Linked DNA regions of Hordeum vulgare: region 2 is linked to region 1. The links are chromatin contacts, called in public Hi-C maps. All regions are on one chromosome and are shown on one strand. The core of a region is the stretch at or near the end of the contact, and the rest is flanking DNA. Distances in the headings are between cores, read along the strand shown.

The links. Hi-C and Micro-C count contacts between places; a contact is called where the count stands out from the background.
Region 2: a contact with region 1 is called in a Hi-C map of seedling, with 5 times the contacts expected there. The contact joins the promoter of LOC123448789 here to the promoter of LOC123448788 in region 1. A contact is called at or near these places in 3 of 6 Hi-C or Micro-C datasets (leaf and seedling) and 1 of 1 datasets of contacts at active chromatin or transcription factors (embryo).

The regions. Positions count from the first base shown.
Region 1 is chr4H:416,519,403-416,523,085 of MorexV3_pseudomolecules_assembly, forward strand. It overlaps LOC123448788 (ABC transporter I family member 20), which reads right to left and starts at 2,108. Exons shown (of 7, transcript XM_045125796.1): 1 at 1,815-2,108; 2 at 1,579-1,712; 3 at 1,289-1,408. The coding sequence starts at 1,965.
Region 2 is chr4H:417,297,524-417,301,553 of MorexV3_pseudomolecules_assembly, forward strand. It overlaps LOC123448789 (30S ribosomal protein S1, chloroplastic), which reads left to right and starts at 1,602. Exons shown (of 7, transcript XM_045125797.1): 1 at 1,602-1,951; 2 at 3,411-3,686. The coding sequence starts at 1,679.

The sequences.
Region 1 (3,683 bases), core at 858-3,357:
TTATGTCCTAGTTGCTTATATAATTGAAATGAGCATCTCCATGGGCAAACCTCAAATTTGGCACCCCATTTCTCCGCAGACACGTGTCTGCTCCTCTCCCCCATTTGTCTTCCCCACAAACGGTGTCCCCCAATTTATCCCCAAATTGTTTGGACATATCCATATGATTAGTGGGGACGGAGGGAGAGGAAAGAGAGAAAGTGCTTTGGGTGGGCCGGGCTGACATGGCGGACATGTCCGGACAGCCCCATTTCCTCCCCATATATGGGCTTGATTTGGTGAGGTCCAGACAATCCAGACTTACTGGGCAAGTTCAGGAGGCCCGCTGGGAGGGTCCTATTGTGTCCGGACTGTCCGCCCGGACATATAGGGGAGGTTTGAGGAGTGCCCTTGGAGTTGTAAGAATATTATGTCCTACTAGCTCCTAATTTATAGATCATACGGCAAACATACAAAATGCAATGTCCTACTTCCTAATTTATAGATCAATGAATTTTCTTAACAGTCTTACATGGGTAGACTAATATTCCTGAGAACCGTAACACACATACGCTTTCCTGCTCAAAGGTATTCTTATATCAGCATACCATCACATAAGGTTCGGGGGCAGACCCACATAGTCCCAACCGGGTGGATTGGATTTATTGTTTGAGTGAAGTTCTGGTTAGCTTATTATTTTTGTAGGCATGGTGTATTTATATGTGTGACACCGGTGAGCCAATCGCTAGAAGCAAGTACACCTATGTTTCACATTTTGAGTTTTAACCTTTTCTGAACACCCTTACCATTACAAAGACAGAGTCTAGTTTACTGAGCCTGGGAACTGGTGATGATTAGCTCTATTACACACTACAATCTTTGTAGGATAACAGTCGTATAATACCTCAAAGGCAAATGCTTTAACTGAACTGTCAGGCACTTGGGATGTTCTTTAATATACAGCTAGATAAAATAGTTTATATGACATTGGCTGTAACTGGTCAGAATATGCAAGTATGGCCGTGACAAACGGGAGGTTTCTGGATACAATTTGATTGTTGCAGAAGCACTAGTTCAAGCAACAGAATTTTTCAAGTCCTCGTGTATGGAACACAACAATTTCCACATAATCCGGTAAAGGGGATGACAAATAAGTAACCAGTATAGAATATTGGTGCATGAAAGCAAAGAAGCTCAAATAGCAAACTTCAGTTCTGTTAACATGGTATCATTAAATTTGACAAGTAAGCTCCCCAGGGAAATGTGATTTACAGATAAATTTGTATTGGTGATTTTGGGGTGAACTTGCCTTGATAAGCTCATCTCTTCTCTGAGGATCAACGCCAGTGACACCAAATAGCATCTTCTCTGCAGAAATGTCCATCTGTATATTCACCTGGTAGCCAGCAAAGGCAACATCCCGCCTCCACTGCACCCATTTGGGGGGATTTACAAAATTAAATTCATCGGAAGATGGTTAGCGGCAAAATTCGCGCACGCCTTGACCAATGTCCAGCCTCTCAATTGCACAACGCAGCCTCAAAAAGGAAAACAATTGCAGAACGGACGAGGAATGAAATTCTTAAATTATATGCCCACCTCGCCGCCAAGGTAGCAGAGGTCACCGGAGGAAGTAAGCGCCGTGTCGTGGAAGGCCGACCTTCCCAGGACCCGAACCATGCTCGGATCCACCATGTGCTTCCCGCCTAGTATCTTCAGTATCGTTGTCTTACCTGCCCGCCGCACCCACCCAAATCAAAGCCCGCAAACAGGACGACAGAGACGAGACGAGCCGACGAGGGAGAGAGGAGCGGTTTCAGAGGGCCAAGAGCTACCTGCACCGTTGGAGCCGACGAGAAGGCAGCGCTGACCGGCTTCGAGGGAGAAGCAGACGTCCTCGATGAGGGGCGGTGCTCCGGGCGGCGGCTTGCCGTCGATTCCCGGATAGGTGAAGGTGAGATTCCTGATCTCTACTGTTGGCGCCATGGTGCGTGACTGCTCGCCGTGGCCGGAGGTGGAGTCGGAGGCGGAGCTCGGAGCTGTGAGTTTCGGTTGGTGGACAGGACGAGAGTAGCGTAGCGGGCCAACGTGTTGAAAGCTTGCTAGGCTCCGGTTGTTGAGATTGTTGGGCCGCGGTTGGTGGCTGGCCCGGTAGAGACAGCTTTTAATTCGGGAACCCAAGGACAGCACAGGGCCACGTCTCGGTTTTGGAGCCCCAGAATTGGCCACCGACGGCAAATCTGTTTTCAAAACGGTATAGCTATCTGCGAATGTTTGCTGGGGGTGAGGTCCGAGCGAACGTCCCCTAGAGCACTCCGATCTGGATCGCACGATGACAATTGCCAAAAAATTCCCGTGAATTAGACAAACTGCCATGACATTTCTGTATAATGCCACCCCACCACATAGACCTCCACCCTGAGTGTTCGTAGTTGCCATCTGTGCTCGCGATCGTTCGCCAGGAATTTGCATACTTCCAAAAAGGGCACCCTCCCCTCAAAAAATAATAATTAGAAAGGATACCCTCACAAAAGGTAAATGCTCGTATGAGCATGCATCGTTGGATTGGTTTGTGATATATATCGAAAAATAAAAAGTTGGTCTGCTTCTATGTTTCTTTTTCTCATTAGCAAACCTTAGAAGTTGATCATCGAGTGGCATGAGAGAAGCAATATGATGGTAAATAGAACCGTACGTCTTTTAGAACATATGGACCGTCATCCACATTGGAATTTATGTCGATGTCAGCATCCTTAGAACAAAACAAAAAATGGTAATGTCTAATTACCGAAGGTTTGCCTTGTGTTGGTGGATCTTTCACTTGTGCTTCCAAAGGCCTAAGGTCATTATACATGATTGCTTGAGCCACATAATTCACACCGTTTGGACCGTGCAAAAGACAGTGAGATTACTCAATAGTACTCACCCCCGCCCGTGCCAATGACAAAGTGGTTCTCTCTGATGTTGTGTCAAAAGATTGAAATTTGCATGACATAGCCTTCTTGATAGAAGCACGATGGTCCCGAATAAGCATTAGCTTAGTACTTTGTCAATGTATGTGCTCTGGCTCGGCGCTACTAATCATCTTGATATTTTTATAAAGATTTATGCCCAGTATATACGCAGCTTCACCCATGTATTTCACTATTTTTCAATGACTCTTTTATCGTGTTAACAAATTTTACGTTATTCCCCATTAACAATATGTCATCAAAATATAGTATAGGAAATGTTATGCACTCTCACTAACTTTCTTGTAGACACAAGCCTCTTCATGGTTCTTGATGAAGCAAACCCTTTGACCACTTCATCGGAACAAAAATTCCAACTACTTGATGTTTGCTTTCAGCTCATAGATAGTTTTTTCAAAGTTTCCATACCTTGTCAACATCCTTGGATCGACAAAAAACCTTGGTTGTATCATATAGACGCCCTTAGTAAATTTTTATTAAGGAAAATCATTTTGACATCCATCAGCCTTATCATTTCTTTTAGAGAAAAGGCTCTACCAAGCCCGAGAAGGACTTGGACCTAACACGACTTTCAATTAACAAAGCCATCAACCGGTGAGGATACAACGAACAACTACAAACAAACATAACTAAAAGAAGAAGAAGAAAATGGGGATGCAACCCCGGACAACAGATACAAGGTGAAGAAGCTAAGCAAACGACGCTCACATTCCTAACACAAAGCACATCAGT
Region 2 (4,030 bases), core at 352-2,851, 780 kb after region 1:
TTTTGAAACACTGAACAAATTTGAAAGTGCGAACAATTTTTTACAGCAATAACATTTTTTGCATTTTGAGAACAAATTTTGAAACCGAAAACAATTTAAAAAAACATGACCAAATTTGGAAGCACGGACAATTTTTTAAATACACGAACATTTTTTGAATCTCGAGAACAATTTTTTGAAAAGTAGAACAATTTTATTAAAAAAACAAACAAATTTGAAAGAGTGAACAATTATTTACAGAACAAAGATTTTTTGAATTTTGAGAACAAATTTGAAACCGAGGACCACTTTAAAAAACTTGACCGAATTTGCAAGCGCAAACTAATTTTTTAATACACAAAGTTTTTGAAAAACATAAACAATTTCTTAGTCTATAAACAAATTTGAAAACAGGAGCATTTTACAAACATAGAACATATTTTTGTAAGAAATAACATTTTTTGAATTTTGTGAACAATTTTTGAAATTTGAACATTTTTTGAACTTATGTACACTTTTTAAAACAGGAACATGTTTTGAATTTATGTACATGTTTTGAAACAGCAAATGTTTTTTAGAAAATGAAGAATATTTTTTAAACTTCCCGAACATTTTCAAATCATGAATAATTTTATAATTTCCAAAAAACATTGAACAATTTTTGAATTTGTGAACAAATTTTCAAAAAAGAGAAACAAATTTCGTAAAACAGGAACATTTTTTTTATAAAAATATGAAAATAATACCATTTTTTCAGATCTATGAACAATTTATGAAAAAAGATTTTTTTAAATCATGCAGATTTTTAATACGAGAACAATTTTTGAAAAACAAACATTTTTTAAAAGATGAACACATTGGAAGCAGGAACATTTTTTGAAGCACGAACATTTAAATATAAACTGTGAATGCGAGAATATTTTTTGAAATTTAAAACAAAATTATAAAATGTCAAACTGAAAAATTGGAAAAGAAAAAGGAACAACCGTGAAGAAAAAAGTTAAAAGGGAAAACATATTTTTTCCCGAAAAAGGAACATTTCCTAAAAATGTTGAACTTTTCTGAAAATGTCGGACATTTTTCTAAAGTCCTGAACATTTTTTGAAGCTAGGAATGTTTTTGAAAATGGCAAATATTTGAAATTAAGAACATTTTTTATAAAATCAAGAACATTTTCTGAATTTCAATTTTTTAAAAAAACATGAACTTAGGTTAAAAAGTAACCATAGAAAAAAAACTGAAGCAGAAAAACGAACAAATAAAAAAATGGAGAAATGGAAACAGAAAAAAGGACAAATACAATGAAGCAGAAATCGGAATTGCGGAGGGAGATGGGCTGGGCCAGTTTGTCGCGCCCTGTGCGTTTGCTCGACTATTTGACGCAGTGTGCGTCAAATAAGGTTTTCCCGCAGCTCGGACTGCGCTCTCGGCGTAAATGACCAATTCTGGACGTGGGCTCCGGCCCAAGTTGTCTTAGCCCAGCAGTAAACTTTTTTATTTGTACGATTTCGCTACTGGGCTGGGACATTTTTACGATTGCACTGGGTGTAGCCCAGTCTGGCAGCCTGGCCCAGAAACCCAATCATCTCCTATCCTCAAATCCCACGGCCACCGGATAACACAGCCACGCCTCCCCTCCCCTCCCCTCCCCTCTGCCTGTTCCTCATTGGAAGTACCGAGCGAGCAGAGGCAGAAGAGGATGGCGTCCTTGGTCCAGCACGTCGCAGGGCTCGCGTGCCCACCGCTCTCCGGCGCGTCGCGCCGCCCCGGGGCGCCGATGCGGCCGTCCGCGCTGGTCTGCGGGACGTACGTGCTGAGCAAGGATGAGAAGGAGCGGGAGCGGATGCGCACGCTGTTCGACGAGGCCTCCGAGCGCTGCCGCACTGCGCCCATGGAGGGCATCACCTTCTCGCCCGAGGACCTCGAATCCGCCGTCGAGACCACCGACATCGACACTGACATTGGCTCACTCGTAATCCACCCCTCCCTTGTTCCTGCTCGCTCGTTTCATGTGGAACACATAGCAATGGCTGCTCAACTGCAATATCGTCAGTAGGGGATTGGGATAGCAGGTCGCGTGTATTGCTTATAGATTTCCGTTTAATTGGCTTTATATCGCTCGTAAGTTTATTTAGCAATGAAGACGTGTCATATTTCTTACTGCTTGCGGGTTTTAGATTTTCATTTTGTACTAACTTTGACTGCCCTATGTTCCTAATGTTCCTGTAAAATGTTAGTCCCGTAGGTTCGAATAGAATGTTCAAGTGAACTAGAATGGGTTTGCCGTATTAGTTTCCCATTTCCTCTTCTTTTTTCTTTTTTGAGGGGCGAGTGGTACTATGTTATCTAGGAACGACGGCACCGTTACTGTTTGTTCAATGCTTTCTGAAGGAAAGTACTCCCTCCGTCCCAAAATAACTGTCTCAACTTTGTATTAGCTCTAATACAAAGTTGTATTAAGGTTAAGACATTTATTTTGAGACGAAGGAAGTAATAAATCTAGATTCTTACATCAAATGGAAATACAATTGAAATTCCTGAGTTGTGGGACCTTAGATCAACTTAAAAAATTAGCCAATTCGGTTAATTCTGAGCTGACACAATACTTTCAGCAAGGAGCTGTTTGGTTACCTGCAAGCTTTTCATGTTTTCTGGAGCCTGGCCCAGTGGAGCCTGTTTGATCGTATGCAGCCTTTGGGCCACGTTCTGCATGTCGTTTGGTCGCCCACATTTACCCCAGTCCGCATCCTTCCCATTAGTGTAAATTGCAATAGACCGAGCTTGCATCTGGAGAAACGGCCGATCTGAGCGTTCTTGGCGGGCCTGGCCGAGGGGTGCTTTTAGTTTCGTGCGGGCCAGTTTTTCCGTGCGAGTCAGGCAGCCAAACAGCTTGGACTTAGCCTGCTAGAGCCTTGTTGGGCTTGACGCAGGTCACCAAACACGTCATGACTGACTGATTGCTGCGTGTTTTTCTAAATTAGGTCCCCTCCAATTAGGTATGTGATATTGAATTAAGAAGATCCAGCTAAAAGCAAAATGTTGTTGTGTGACACGTGCACATGGACACAAAATGGAGTTGTCATAGCTGCTGGATATTTTTTTCTCGAACGAGCCCGGAAGCATGTCTTTGAAGTAAACACGTGCTAGATAAGCACAAACGACTAGTTGAATATGAGCATTGTACCCACCAATGGCAAAGGGAGGTATAGCTGCTGAATTTGCAGCTCTCCATTACTATTTTTGCTTTGGTACCAACAATTCTATTATTATCTCCTTTTTTACATGTGTTACTTCTTTGTTATTTGTGCAACATGCTACTTTTTGGGCATGCTGAGACTGATAGTATAAGATTTCTTAATTAGCTTCACAAAATTTGTATTACACTGTTCCTAACATCTAAAAAATATTTTGCATGCTTGTGATGACTACAGATTAAAGGGACAGTATTCATGACCACTTCAAATGGTGCATTTATTGACATTCAATCAAAGGCTACTGCTTTCTTGCCTATAGATGAGGCATGCCTTCTTGATATTGACCATATAGAGGAGGCAGGCATCCGGCCGGGTTTAGTGGAGCAGTTCATGATAATTGATGAGAACCCAAATGATGAAACTTTGATTCTGAGCTTACAATCAATTCAGCAAGACCTTGCCTGGGAAAGGTGCAGGCAGCTTCAGGCAGAGGATGTTGTTATCACGGGTAAAGTGAGTACAATACTTGCAGAAGGTCCTATATCCATGCTATAACCATTGTTCCCTAATCCTTGAATAATTTTCTCCTATAGAAATTATTATGAACTAAATATTCAGTAAGCATTGCCTCTTCCGGCCCCTTGTTTGTGTTGATTAAATCAGATTTTGCCTTTTTGTATGTCCCCCGGCAACAGCAGCCATTGTTCTTTAGAAAATGAATGTCAGCTCAGTGGGTCTTTATGGTGTAGATTCACTTTGTATATGACCTCGGTTAATGATCCCTATGTTCATGCTGCTGTCAACTTGGGATGTTTTTCGTATCATGTAGTTATAATGTGTTCACTGGATTATAATGA